Linked DNA regions of Sus scrofa: all the other regions are linked to region 2. The links are chromatin contacts, called in public Hi-C and promoter capture Hi-C maps. All regions are on one chromosome and are shown on one strand. Each heading gives the region's core, a stretch centred on a gene start, on an enhancer-like site or on the middle of the called end of the contact. The rest is flanking DNA. Distances are from core to core; before and after follow the strand shown. Region 1 holds the start of CNOT3 (CCR4-NOT transcription complex subunit 3). Region 2 holds the start of LENG8 (leukocyte receptor cluster member 8). Region 3 holds the start of LENG1 (leukocyte receptor cluster member 1).

Evidence for each region. Promoter capture Hi-C pulls out the DNA fragments that hold promoters and counts their contacts. A called contact is a pair of places that touch in the nucleus more often than the background predicts.
Region 1: a contact with region 2 is called in a promoter capture Hi-C map of fetal liver, with 9 times the contacts expected there. The contact joins the promoter of CNOT3 here to the promoter of LENG8 in region 2. A contact is called at or near these places in 3 of 5 promoter capture datasets (fetal liver, fetal skeletal muscle and liver) and 2 of 47 Hi-C or Micro-C datasets (alveolar macrophages and liver).
Region 3: a contact with region 2 is called in a Hi-C map of epiblast stem cells, with 3 times the contacts expected there. The contact joins the promoter of LENG1 here to the promoter of LENG8 in region 2. A contact is called at or near these places in 2 of 5 promoter capture datasets (fetal skeletal muscle and liver) and 2 of 47 Hi-C or Micro-C datasets (embryonic fibroblasts and epiblast stem cells).

What each region holds. Positions count from the first base shown.
Region 1 is chr6:55,991,787-55,994,486 of Sscrofa11.1, forward strand. It overlaps CNOT3 (CCR4-NOT transcription complex subunit 3), which reads right to left and starts at 1,354. Exons shown (of 18, transcript XR_002344772.1): 1 at 1-1,354.
Region 2 is chr6:58,869,733-58,872,432 of Sscrofa11.1, forward strand. It overlaps LENG8 (leukocyte receptor cluster member 8), which reads right to left and starts at 1,406. Exons shown (of 16, transcript XM_021094969.1): 1 at 1,061-1,406. TTYH1 (protein tweety homolog 1) reads right to left here. Exons shown (of 13, transcript XM_021094971.1): 13 at 1,060-2,700.
Region 3 is chr6:55,969,261-55,971,960 of Sscrofa11.1, forward strand. LENG1 (leukocyte receptor cluster member 1) reads left to right here and starts at 1,325. Exons shown (of 4, transcript XM_003127415.5): 1 at 1,325-1,542; 2 at 2,648-2,700. The coding sequence starts at 1,411. TMC4 (transmembrane channel-like protein 4) reads left to right here. Exons shown (of 15, transcript XM_003127416.5): 12 at 1-84; 13 at 192-347; 14 at 577-655; 15 at 741-1,005. The coding sequence ends at 809.

The sequences.
Region 1 (2,700 bases), core at 104-2,603, 2.9 Mb before region 2:
AGTGGGCGTTAAAGGCCGCGTACCTAATGGGAGACGGACAGGTGCTTTCAAAGCCGGGGCCAAGCTGAAGTCTTCTGCCAATCGAGACAGCCTCTGGGCCGAGAGGGAGGAGCCGGGCAAGAGGATCCACCCCCTCCCCCTTCGACGGCCCTGTTATCTTTCACCGCAACGTGTCCAATAGTGTGGCGAGTGGGCGGCACCCGCTCCTAAGGCGTGTGAAACCAGGCATAGCAGGCAGGCTTGGGACCCGGGTGCATCCTTCCGCCTCGCTTGTGTCCTGGCGGGCCAGGCCTGTCCCTGTCAGCCGCAGTGTCTTCTCCAGGTGCCTGTATTTGGCATGCCTCTGAGATTCAGAAGAAGGAAGAAAAAGAAGGAAGGAAGCCAAAGACAATGTCCCAAGTCACCGGCACCACGCATAGCTGAACTGGTTGGGAAGCGCTGTGGAGGCATAGTTTTTGTTCTTCCCCTGAGTGGTGACGTGACCGTGGAACAGTAACTCCTCTGCACCTCCGTTTGCTTGGCGCTGTGAGGGCGCTGCAGAAGGTACAGATGAGATTCCCCGTGCCCCTTCACGGTTGTCTCCTAACACCGGTCAGACCTCACCTCGGTGGTTTTCTCTCCCTGGCCTCCCTTGCTGATGGCTCACGAGCACTGTTCATGAAAATCTACTTTTGCAAGTATACCGTCATTTTCGTGGTTATTTGAGACGCCCCCTCCGGATTTTTGAATGCCCAGCGCTTGGCAACCGTTTGCATTGAATGAACACACGGATGAACACGGGGAATGACTTGCGGTTGAGGCTTGCAAAGTACTGGTGCTTTACTATCCGGGAGGCGTTTGCCCTGGGTCACACAGTCAAGACGGCAAGTCAGACATGCTCATCTCCTTTAGGTGGAGGAAAGTGAGGTAAATCCCAGGGAGATGCATGGGCGGTCCTGCATCAGAGTCGCCCACTGCAGGCAGACCATTCTTGTAAAAATGCACTGTTCTTGGGCCCACACAGACCTGGGGAATAAAGCCCAGGGATCTGCATTTTCACAAACTTCCTGGGTGATTATTAGTGATGCAGCAAAGTCCTGTTATTCAAAGTGTGGTCTCTGGATGGAGCAGTGCTTTTTAGATGTCTCAGGAGTCGCTGGGAGATTTGTCAAGTGCAGATTCTGCGGTTCTAACAGATTCCCAGGTGACGCTGATACCCACAGTTCACATTTTTTAAGTAGCAAGGGCCCAGGGCAGTTGTTCACGAACTTAGCTGCACACGAGAATCACCTGAGGGCTTAAAAAAAATCCAGATACCCAGGCCTTGCCCTAGACTGATTACATCAGAGTTTCTCGGGAAGGGAACCAGACATGAGTGATTAAAGACCCCGGAGTTGATTCCAACACGCAGCTCATCTGGTAGGGAATTTTCTAGTGGTTTTCAAAGTAGGGTCCCTGCATCCAGCAACATCACCACCACCTGGGAAGTGGTTAGAAATGCACCGCTTTGAGTCCCGCCATAGACCAACTTGGTCAGACACTCTGGGCTCTGAAACCCAGTTCGAGAGTCCTTCCAGGCAATTCTGAAGCATGTTAACCTTTGAAAAACTCCAAGGGTATGCAGAACGGTAGGGCCAGGTGACTCAGATTCCTTCTGGAGACTCCCACCTCCATGTCCCTGGCCTCCTGTTAGATTCCTTCTGGCCAGGGGAGAAGGGGACTCTGAAGAGCTGTGCACAGACTGCCCTTCCCTGGCACACGCATAGGCAGAGATCGGCAAAGGTGGTCACTTTTTTTTTTTTTTTTTTTTTTTTGTCTTTTAGGGCCGTACCTGTAGCATATGGAGGTTCTCAGGCTAGGGGTCGAATCGGAGCTGTAGCTGCTGGCCTACACCACAGCCACGCCACAGCAACGCCAGATCTGAGCCGCATCTGCGACCTACACCACAGCTCACGGCAACACCGGATCCTTAGCCCACTGAGTGAGGCCAGGGATCGAACCTGCATCCTCATGCATGCTAGGCAGGTTCAGTAAGCACTGAGCCACGACGGGAACTCCCAAAGGTGGGTCACTTCTAAGCAAGGCTGATTTAAAAGTTCAGGGATAAACCTGGGGAATGAGCTGTGTGACCTGGGGTAATTTGGCCATTAGAAAGAACCTCCTAGGAGTTCCCGTTATGGCTCAGTGGTAATGAACCCGACTGTATCCATGAAGATTTGGGTTTGATCCCTGGTCCCCATTCAGTGGGTTGCTGCGGCTGTGGTGTAGGCCGGCAACTGCAGCTCCGTTTTGACCCTTAGCCTGGGGACTTCTATATGCTGTGGGTGCAGCCCTGGAAACCTCCCCCCTCCCCCCCAAAAAAAAGAAAGAATGCATGAAACTCCCAGGTATGCAGACTCTTTCAGGTGAGGGAAGGGAGAAATTGAGAGAGGGCCACTGCAGTCCAGAGACAAAGCCCTGGGCTGAGGGAGGGACTGGGGTCCAAAGATACACAGAATCCCAGGTGATGACAGGGGAGTCCCAGAGAGGTCTCAGGACCCAGTGTGCCAGAAAGAGACCCACAGAGAAGCCCAAGAGGCCTCACTCCCCACAGGGCTGGTTCTGCCCTGTGCGCCCACCTCCTGGGCAACTAAAAGAAGTCCTGGGAGTTCCCTGGTGGCGCAACGGGTGAAGGATCTGGTGTTCTCACTGCTGTGGCTCATGGCACAGGTTCGATCCCAG
Region 2 (2,700 bases), core at 156-2,655:
GCAGGGAGAAGTTGAGGGTGCCAGAGAGGAACCCTGGAAGCAACACAATTAAGTTCTTAGAACGCTCTTAAGAGACTAATTTCCGGAAGTTCCACTAAAGACAGACACCCACATGTGAGGTTCCTAGAAGCAGGGCTAGGCCTGGGAGAGACGAGGCAAGCCCCTCCATTGGAGGTCTGGGGAGATCCGAAAATCAAGAGTGAGGAACTCAAGAGTGAGGATGGTGAGGACCGCAGGAAAGTGAAGGCAAGTTTTGGGAGCAAGGAATGGGGGGAGCCTAGATTCGAGGGAGTAAGTGGGAAGTACGCAAGAGCTCAAAAGCGAGTCCTGCTGGACAACCCGAAAGCCCTACAAGAAGTGGGGGGATAGAAACAGGTGTCTGGAGCTGGCCAAAGACCTAAAAAGGAAAAGCCTTAAAGAAAAGACAGAAGAGAGTTCACCGGGGGTGGGGGTGGGGGGGTTCGGAGGGAGGTCACGAGTGGGGATAGTGGGGGGAGGGCCGAAAAAGGAAGGAGATTGAAGGTACGGTCTGGGGAAGCCTGGTGGGACGTTCCCGGGCGAGTCTGAAGGGCGAAGAATGGAACAAGTCGCGAGGGACACCTAGCCGTCCCCTAGACCCAGGGAAGGCACAGGAGGGCGCCGGGGGGAGGAAAAAGCCCGCCCGGACCCTCGCCGCCCGACCCGGAGCCACCGCCCCGGCCACGTCGCGCGTGCGCACCACGTCCCTGGGGGGTAGGAAGACGGCGCAAGGGCCGCCCATCACCCGGGGCAACGTCGACCTCCCAGTGGAACCTCCGAGTCAAAGACGGCTGAAGAGGGCCGCCGCAGCCCTGGAATTCCAAGGGGTGAGCGGAATCCGACGGCGCAGGCGCGAGAGTTCGAAGCCGCGCTCTTCACCCCTCGTGCGCAGGCGCAATGCCCCGTGCCCGGCCACACCCGGCCGTCGCTCGCGGTCGGCGTCCGTTGGTGCGACGGCCGCCAAGGCCTCGGGTCCGCGCGTACGGCCAAAAGGAAATGTCTCCACCCGCCCGCCCACCCCGCCGCCGCTCTCAACACCCACCTCGGCCGTACACCCCCGGGGCTCGCCAGCAGTGGCTCTAAACGACGGCAGCACGGCTGCGGACGACGGAACTTCTCGCGACCCGGCTGGCTCTTTTCTTCCTTGGGCTTTGACGTCCCGACGGCGGCGTCTTGACGTCACGCTGAGGCCTCGCCACGCCTCCCTCCGCCCCGGGCAGCCAATAGACGCCGCGAGCTTGACTTAGGCCTGCCCTCCCGCCCACGCAATGACGCAATGGACACTTTAACACAAGCCGGAACACTAGGTGGGGACGGTGGCCCCGAGGGGACACAGGCAGCAGAGCGCGCTTCCCCTGCGCAGGTGCGCGCAACCTTGTTTTGGTCCGGTTGGTGGCAGCCATTATTATTTATAGGCATAAATTAGCGTCCTGAGAATTCTAAGACTCCCCACCGTGCGGTGATGCGGAGGCCTAAGGATGGACTCGAGGAAGGGGTGAGAAAAGCGTGCAGCCGGAAAGGGGAGCTTCCGTAGTAAATAGACTGGAAGAGCGCACCTGGCAGAGGGAACAGCGTGCGCAGAGGCAGGAAACGAGATTGCGGGGTGCAGGTGGCTGTGGCAGAAGTGTGCAAGGTCCTAGGAAGAGATAGGTCTGTGGAGGTAATCAAGTAACCGATCCGGAAAGGCCATTGATGTCCGGCTGAGGAATTGGGATCATCTCTGTAAATAGGCTTTTCTTTCAATCCTTGCATGTAACCTGTTGAGTATGCCAGCTCTTTCCACGACTCTGATAAAATTATCCAGTCCAGTTCAGGGACCTGTCACTGTAAGTGATACTTGAGAAGTTGCAATTTCCTTCCCATAGTCTATTGTAAACTTTTCTGTTGATAACCCCACGTCATTCTGTTACTTTCAGCAGAGGTAATCTTTTTTTAATTAAACATTTTGTTTTAGAGTAATTTTAGGTTTACAGAAATATTGCAAAGATATTTCAGAGTCCTACCAATCCTGTACCAAAGCCCCTAACACCATCGCCTCACATTACTGTAGTGTGTTTCTTAAAACTGAGGCACCAAAATTGGCACATTACTATTAACTGCAGACTTTATTTGAATTTCACCGCGGTAAGGTCTCCTTTATGTGCCACAGTACAATTGCGGGTACCCCACTGTGTTGAGCATTCTTTACTTTCAAAGGGATGGGTTTCTTGCAGATAGCATATAGTTAGAGCTTTTCTTTTTACCCCAGCATACAATCTCTCTGCCTTTTAAAAGAGCTGTTTATAACTGTGTTAATACTAATGAGGTTATAATTTAAATCTATCGTCTTGCTATTTAGACTTTATTGTATAGAGCACTTGTTAGGAGGCCCTCTGCCTCAGTTCCCCTCCCCCACCCTGTGGTCTGAAACTCAAGACAATGGGCTGTAGGGATTTCAGGGTCACCTTGTAACCCAGCTAGTGCCCTCTGGGGCTCCTAGGCACTAAAAGACTTTCTCTGCCCTCCACTTCTTGTTATTAGGGGATAAGCTTCAGCCTCCATGGTGTTTGCTGAGTTCCAAAGGGCAGTAGCTAATCAGGGAAGGGAGGGGATGCAGAGACCAGGGAGGAGCCGACCAGAGACCCTAGTGCAGCCTTGGAGCAGAGTCCTGGTTCCTCCTCATGGGATACACATAACAATAGC
Region 3 (2,700 bases), core at 75-2,574, 2.9 Mb before region 2:
CTCTACTGTGAATTTCTTTTTCCCCCTGGTGCTTCTCCTGGGTCTGGCCATCTCCGCCGTTCCTGTGCTATATGGCATCTTCGTGTAAGTGTGAGAGGCACCTGCCTCTCTTTCCCTCCCTCTTCCCACTTCCCTCCAAGGTTCTGACTTGTGGCCATCCTGGAGCTCTGCCTGTCTGTCTCTGACTTCAGGATCCCACCTTCTAAGCTGTGTGGTCCATTCCGGGGGCAGTTGTCCATCTGGTCCGAGATCCCTAAGTCTATCGGAAGCCTCCCCGAGACTGCCCAGAATTTTCTCTTCTTCCTGGGGACCCAGGCATTTGCTGTGCCCCTTCTGCTGTTATCCAGGTGAGGGCCCCAGACTCCTGCATCCGGGTTTGAACGTGTGATCTGGGGTCCTACTTCCGAGAACGGAGGGGGCTGGGGGCCCAAACTTCTGGGTCTGCGGGAAGAAGGGAACTGGGATACTAGACTTCTTGAGTCTGAAGGAGGTCCGGGCCCCTGGTTTCTAAAAGAGTCTTACGTCGAAGATACACTAAGCGTGTTTGGGGAGTGGCTTTCATTCCGTCTCCTCTAGCATCCTGATGGCATATACTGTGGCCCTGGCTAACTCATATGGACGCCTCATCTCTGAGCTCAAACGCCAGATAGAGACGGTGAGTCAGGCCGGGTCCTTGGCAAGGGGTCCCGGGGAATCTAGAGATCTGTCTCACCTCCACCTCTCTTTACCCTTTACCCCAGGAGGCACAGAATAAAGTCTTCCTGGCACAGCGCGCTGTGGCACTGAGCTCGGCCAACGGAGCTCTTTGACCTTCCCAGCCTGGTTCAGGGTGACGACGTCTCGCTTTCAGACAGAGACCCACCCCCAGATCCTTTGAAGGTCTCGGCCGCGTCGTTTGGAAAATGAAAGAACTGGAGAACATCCCATGCCTTTCCAGCCCTGGGGGTCGCTGCCTCTCCAGTGAACCCCTTTCTTGTATCAATAAACACAACGGAGGCTGCTGAACGCTTTTTGAAACTTGTGTCCGGAAGCCGGGGGCAAGACTTCAGCGAGACAGAAGCCAATCAAATGCGTTGGCCGGGGAGGGTTGGTGTGGAGGGCATTTCCTCGAGAACACCTGGTGGGCGTGTCAGCCAATCAGCGGCTGCGTTCGGCAGCGTCAGGGCGGGGACACTTGTGATGGACTCGGGATCTTCAGGAGAGGCCGTCGCTGGGCGACCGCACGCGCGATGCTCCGCGATGGGAGGTGGGGGTCTCAGCCAATCAGCCTTTGCTACGGACCCGGGGGGGCGTGCCAAGTAGTCTAGGACCAATCCGTGACCGAGGCAGAAACAACAGGGAGGGGCCATCCTCCTGCCAATCGGAAGTGCTAGGAGGCGGGCCTGCCAGTTCGCGGACAGCTACGGCGCCATGAATATCCTACCCAAGAAGAGCTGGCACGTCCGGAACAAGGACAATGTGGCCCGCGTGCGGCGTGACGAGGCCCAAGCCCGGGAGGAAGAGAAAGAGCGTGAGCGGAGGGTGCTTCTCGCTCAGCAAGAGGTAAGCACCGAGCCCGGCCGGGGCTCCGGGGCTGAGCGCGCAGGCTCCTCGGGAGGGACCGGAAGCGGTGCGGCGCGCAGGCGCAGGGCACACCGTGGGGAATTTGGGGCTGGGTGCTTTGGAAGTATCTTCTCCTAGTGCTTTGATTAGCTCTCCTTGAACTCTCGCCGCTCTTGCTCTTCCCCCGCTCCTGTACTTCTCGAGGCCATAGTAGGAGCTCATGAAAAAACGAAGCCCTGAGTAGTTCAAGGAAACCCGGGCTACTTTTCAGTTTGCCTGCGCAAAGTCCCCATTTAGTGAGCGCCTGCTGCAGAACGCTTGACTTGCAAAATATCTCAAGCACCGTTCATTCTTAGAGGAGGCGCTATCATTTCTATTTTGCAGAGGGGTGAGATGCCTTCAGAGAGGAGGCCACAGCGAAATGACAGTGGAACAAGGCAATTCAGTTTTATCGGGCGAGCCCTTTGCCTGCACTGCCGGCCACACAGAAACACCAGAGGCAGTCTTTGTAACTCCTCACCTGTTTGATTTACACCTCACTTCCAGTCCTTTAGCTAATTTGGTGGTCAGCACTGGCTGGGGGATAGTTAGGGCTTTTAAAATTCTCATTTATCACTAGAAATTGCAAACCAACCGGGGATAGTGACTCGAAGCCCAACCTGGAATTCAGATCACCTGTTCTAATACATGTTTTGGTTGCCTTCATAGCGGTTTTTCTGTTTGTTTTTTTTTGGCAGTGCCCACCGCATGTGGGAGTTCCCAGGCCAGGGACTGAACCTGAGCCTTAGCAGCGACTTGAGCTGCTGCAGTGACAAGGCGGGGTCCTTAACCCGCTGCGTCACAAGGGAACTCCATTAATAGCTGTTTTTATTGTGTCACTGGAAATTCGGAATCCCTCTGGTTTTCTGTTTGAAAGGTAGCTTGCAAACCCAGATATTGCCTTATTTCTCCACCTTTTCTCGAAGCTGGGGCAGGTGCCTTTCCTGGCTCCGAGTGCCTCTGCTCCCTTCCTTACAGCCCCCGTCTGTGGTTGGCACTAGATTCACTGTTCCTTGAATCACATCTAGGTTCTGAATATTCTGCCTGTAACTTTCTTTTCCCCCAGGCCCGCACGGAATTCCTGCGGAAGAAAGCTAGGCATCAGAACTCACTGCCTGC